Linked DNA regions of Bicyclus anynana: region 1 is linked to region 2. Evidence: chromatin contacts called from public Hi-C data. All regions are on one chromosome and are shown on one strand. The core of a region is the stretch at or near the end of the contact, and the rest is flanking DNA. Distances in the headings are between cores, read along the strand shown.

Region 1 (2,826 bases), core at 122-2,621, 48 kb after region 2:
TACAGTACAACTTCATTATACACACTTCTTTTCATAATTTTCATTAAAACCCATATTCGGCTCACTGCTAAGCTCAAGTCTCCTCTCAGAATAAGAGGGGTTAGGGCAATAGTCCACCACGCTGGCCCAATGCGGATTGGCAGACTTCACACATGCAGAGATTTAAGAAAATTCTTTGGTATGCAGGTTTCCTCACAATGTTTTTCCTTCACCATTTGAGACATGTGATATTTAATTTCTTAACATGCACACAACTCAAAGTTGGAGGTGCATGCCCCAGATCGGATTCCAACCCACACCCTCCGGAATCTGAAGCAGAGTTCATATCCACTGGGCTATCACGGCTCTACACTTCTTTTACTTGTGGCTAAATAAATTTGGAAATCATACTGTTATTCTCTTTAACAGAGAAACTGACAGACAGATCTAAATTGTTTTTGTTACACTTTTTTCCACTGTATTTGTTGGTTAAGGGTTAGAAATTTGAAAGGTCCAAGGTTCAATCACTAATAGCTTTAGCTTGTAGCACACGCTTCTTATTATCTTAGAGCAGAAGGCTATCCAGCATAAGAATACTTAGGTGATTTGCACTTGTTACATTATGTTGTATTACTTTAAACTAAGAGGTAAATAGATAAAGCCAAAGCATGCCACCAGGCCAGCAAAGAATGAATTGTCATTTTTTTTTGTACAGAACCAAATAAAATTCCAACACAAGACCTCTCAGTACCTAATAAATCAATGTGAACTTTGGCAGAACTTGTTAAAATATTTTATAATTATACAAATATTCAACATATTTTGTCATTTGAGGACTTTTCAAGGACTTTTTTAAGATACACAAATATTGTGGAAAGTTGAGGCTGTGCTCCAACATAGAACAAACACAAAAAAAATATTTAATTTTACTATTATTTACAAAGTAAATGGAATATTACTGGAATCCACAGATAACAAATGGTACTTGTTCAGTATAAATAATTTTATGCATTCGATAGCGCTCAAGGTCACGTACATGCCAACCAAAATACAGTAAAATGATTAAACACAAACGCACTTACCTTACTCAGTTGCAAATAATGTGTAGTTTAAATTTAAAACAGCTGTTTAGAATGCCATCAGTTCAGAATCAATAGCAAGAGAGGACATCTCTAAGCCAGCTGAAAATACAATTACGTCGACCGTCTGAAAACCATTATAATTTCCGATATTTGAAAGGTGCGACTTCTATTTGCAAGAAGATAAACATTTACACTGTCGCGGTAACTTTTTGTGCGATTAAATTACACCAAAACCAATAATTGTTGCAATTACTAATTAATTACATTAAAAATTCACAAAATTACTTCAAAATCTGACAATTTGACAAATCAAATTGACTTGACAATTGCACGCCACAGATAACGTAACTGTCACAGGCACAGGGTAATTTTTCCTATTCTTCTCATTACACCAAGAAATTAAATAAAAACATTTACAATGATCCATTTTTTATATCTATGTACATTAATAATTAGTCATGTAACAAGTCTATAAAATCTTCAAGTATATTTTTTTAGGTTCTTTGCTTTATAGTATTCGAATTCTGAACGAATGTGACGGTTCATCATTGATTCATGAACTGTCGGTCTCTATCCGCCATCTTGAAAGCATAATTGTTGTCATGTTTACGTTGTACTTATGTGAATGCTATAGAAATTGTTATTTCTAATAAAAATAGGTGCTTACGCGTTATTACATAAATAAAAACTAAAATCTAATGCCTAAGCAATGTTCTAATATAAAAATTTATGCTGTGATCATGTTCTATTCGCAAATTATTTCGAAAGTAGAATAGGCGCCAAATTAGTCTTGAAAGCATTAGGTTTTGTTAATTTCTTTCAATGTGTAATTTGTTTTTGTGTTCATTTGTTCATTCTTTTCACAGAAATAATTTGATGTAACTAATAAAGTAACGGGTAAAGTGAACTGCCACGATGTTTTACGCGCACTTTGTGCTGGCCAAAAAGGGCCCATTGGCCAAAATTTGGCTGGCAGCTCATTGGGACAAGAAGTTGACCAAGGCGCACGTATTTGAAACCAACATTGAGAAATCAGTTGACGGAATCCTAAAGCCAAAAGTGAAGATGGCCTTGCGTACTTCAGGCCATCTATTGCTGGGAGTAGTCAGAATCTATTCTAGGAAAGCCAAGTATCTGCTGCAAGATTGTAATGAGGCTTTCGTTAAGATCAAGGTAAGACTAAATTTTCTGTGAACTAATTACATTTTGTAATGAAAGAGCATCTGTATCATGATAAACTTTTAAATTGGTAGGTCAACAGTCAAGCATATTGTGACAGAGTCCAATCAAGTAGTGCTGCGATTATTTCTCCCGCCAAACAGCATTGCTGAGTTCCACTCTTTAGCATGGTTGCTGGCTAATTACAGGCACATGATTCTTAACAATTAATGTTTATGTACAGAGGACTATTGTAGGATGTGTTCTTGTATGCCTTGTGAAGTGTTATTCTGTTTAGGCTATGGTTTTTTATTATTTACACAAAAGGCCTTATTCCATTATTTGGGCCCTCTGTTTGGGCTATTGTTACTATAAAAAGATAAAAAAAAAATGCCAACATAAGATGCAAATGGTTTATATACTTGTATTGAAGTACAATTTAGACTCCGAGCAGATCCTCTGACTTATGACTGATGGAGGGTTAAGGATGTCCTTGACAGTTAACTAACACTCCCCTTCTCCACTTGTGTTGTTCTACCTGTCGAGCCAAATTTGGTAAGATCCTACTAGAGCAGCTTTGGATACCCTTTCTGATATATTCCTTTGA
Region 2 (2,911 bases), core at 314-2,813:
AGCTAGGAAAGCTGCAGAGGAGAAAGAGCGCTGGGGTCGTAGGGTAAGATGACAATTCATTTGATGAATAACAAAAATATGTAAACTTTTGTGGTAGGTGGCAGTGGCCATCTTGGATATAAACATTGTCATAATGTATAATATTATAATAGTCAAGCCCTTTCATTTGATATCTATATTGAAGGAGTTATGAAAAACTATGTCATCCGCCATTTTGTAATGGCAGCCATCTTGGGCCGCTTTTTATCAAACACAGCTAAGATCACTACCGTCTGACTAATTCACATTTCAAACAAACAAAATAGTTTACTCAAATGCCTATGTATTAAATTTCAACTTAACATTTGCATTACAGAATGATCATTCAGGAGATCGTCGTCCTGCCCCAAGACGTGGTTAGTAACATATTAATTACATTCTATTCAGTGCGTTAGTTGAAAATTACAGCCGTGGCGATATTGCAGCTCGAGCCAAAGGCGAGAGCTATAGTAAGGAAGCAGAGGCTGTAATTATCAAAACGCACGTATGTCATACAACGTTTTATAACTATCACTTTTGTAAGGAAACACACTTTCTGAAAATTTATTTACATCTTTGCCTGTTTTCCGATGACATTTTTATACGCTTGTCATTTTTGCACAGATAACAAAGTGCGCACATCAGCGTTTGTCAGACAAATGCACCAAAAACAGCCAGTATTAGTAATAAAGTAAATTAATATTTTTGTGTTTCTGATACAGATTTACATTTATTGTCAAAATTATTATTATATTTTATTCCACAAAGTTAATGTTATTAATATAATGTTGAGCACTTTTCTGACAATTTCTTACTCTTTGCCAAGATTAAAAAAGTACCGTTAAGGTTTTATATTACATTACGGCACATGTGCATTTTACTTTACATTAGGGTACATGTGCGTAATGAGATACATTACGATATTGAAATTGGTGAAATAAGCGATACTCTACAAGCAAATGTGTTATAAATTATCTTTACTAATATTACAGTTTTCATATAAAACGTCTTTTTGTGTTGTTCTACAGTCTATCGAAGAAGGCTACATTGATATAACATTATTCTACAACCATTAGGAGCATTTTAATGAAAAATGAGCCAAGAACTAAGAACGGAAAAAGTTATTTCTTTTATTAGCTTCTGTTGTGTGACTGCAAAAACGGTTAATGGTACACAAAAATCATATAACACAGAATTATAAATGTAATGAAAATGTAACTAATCATGTAATAATAGTTTTATTGTGTTTACATGTACATTTTCATAAGGAAATTGTTTATGCTTGATTATAGATGATCGCGATCGCGGCAGAGACTCGCGGAGCTACAACCGAGATAGGCGCGACGACGACAGACGCGACTACTCCACCGACAGAGACAGGCGCGATTATTCCCGAGACGACAAGGACCGACGCGACCGAGACGATCGCCGCGATTGGGACGACAAAGACCGACGCGACAGGGACGATCGAGACAGACGCGACAGGGACGATAGGGACCGACGCGACAGGGACGATAGAGACCGACGCGATAGGGACGATAGAGATCGGCGCGATGGGGACGATAGAGACCGGCGCGACAGGGATGATAGAGATCGACGCGACGGGGATGATAGAGACCGACGCGACGGGGATGATAGAAACCGACGCGACGGCGACGACAGGGACAGGCGCGACGACAGAGACAGACGCGATGACAGGGATGATTACAAGGACGATAGACGCGATAGCAGGGACCGCGACAGTAGGGACGACAGACGCGACCGGTACGAGGACAGGCGCGACAGGGTCGACGATGATAGGAGAGACTCGTCGCGGGACAAACGCTCTCGAGACACGTCGCGGGAGATACAAGACGAGCAGGCGCAGCGCAACGGTCGCCACAGTCGCAGCCGCGACAGACACGAGCCCGACGATAAACCCATGCCCAAGTTGAAAGAGCAAGAGAAACCGGTATGTTCAGTATTTTATTTTACATACAAAACACATGACAGTAGATGTCTGTGTCTTTACTTAAGTTTAAACTGTGAAAGCGAAATCCTTGTTATTTACGTTTTCACGCTATAACTACTCAACTGTAATTATGTACGAATATTTTTTTAAACGGGTACATACCACGATAAAATGCCGAGATTTTTAATGTCTCGTCTAAAAAATGTCGGCATTTTATCGTGGTATGTATCCGTTTAAATAATATTCGTAATGAACAACCACGAAATAAGTTTGCAATTATGTACTTGTCTTGAGAGTACATTTTAACAGATCTTCAAACTGTTCCTGAACAAGTAAAAATAACTTACAGTGAAGTTGCGCACTGTGGTAAATATTTATGATGATTTAAGATGCACTATAAATTAACTTGGTAACAGAGAAGAACTAATTTAAAATAAAAATGGTTCAACATTGTAATTTTTTCGAAATTAGGAGATAAACCTTCATTCAATAGCAATATTTCCATTTTTGCCAATACTCTCACGTAATTAACTTATACTGGGGTAGTTGTGTTGTTTTTTAAATAGTTATAAAGTGTCCTTTGAGTCATCATCATCATCATCATATCAGCTGATGGACGTCCACTGCAGGACATAGGCCTTTTGTAGGGACTTCCAAACATCACAATACTGAGCCACCTGTATCCAGCAAATCCCTGCGACTCGCTTGATGTCGTCAGTCCACCTGGTAGGGGGTCGACCAACACTGCGCTTTCTAGTGCGGGATCGCCATTTCAGCACTTTGGGACCCCAACATCCATCAGCTCTTCGAACTATGTGCCCCGCCCATTGCCACTTCAGCTTCGCAACTTGTTGAGCTATGTCGGTGACTTTGGTTCTCCTGCGGATCTCCTCATTTCTGATTCGATCACGTTGAGATACTCCTAACATGGCTTGTTCCATC

The links. Hi-C and Micro-C count contacts between places; a contact is called where the count stands out from the background.
Region 1: a contact with region 2 is called in a Hi-C map of whole body, with 1.9 times the contacts expected there. The contact joins the promoter of LOC112049660 here to the enhancer-like site in region 2. A contact is called at or near these places in 2 of 2 Hi-C or Micro-C datasets (whole body and whole larva).

What each region holds. Positions count from the first base shown.
Region 1 is chr10:4,007,213-4,010,038 of ilBicAnyn1.1, forward strand. It overlaps LOC112049660 (transmembrane and ubiquitin-like domain-containing protein 1), which reads right to left and starts at 1,372. Exons shown (of 9, transcript XM_024087675.2): 1 at 1,062-1,372. LOC112049645 (double-strand-break repair protein rad21 homolog) reads left to right here and starts at 1,591. Exons shown (of 20, transcript XM_024087633.2): 1 at 1,591-1,720; 2 at 1,928-2,234. The coding sequence starts at 1,977.
Region 2 is chr10:3,958,553-3,961,463 of ilBicAnyn1.1, forward strand. LOC112049763 (eukaryotic translation initiation factor 4B) reads left to right here. Exons shown (of 15, transcript XR_008251119.1): 11 at 1-43; 12 at 356-395; 13 at 1,311-1,969. Among protein-coding and RNA genes, the nearest start is that of LOC112049763, 16 kb to the left of the region's middle. Within about 2 kb of position 1,564, at least 8 of the 8 cell types and tissues checked have open chromatin away from gene starts, as enhancers often do.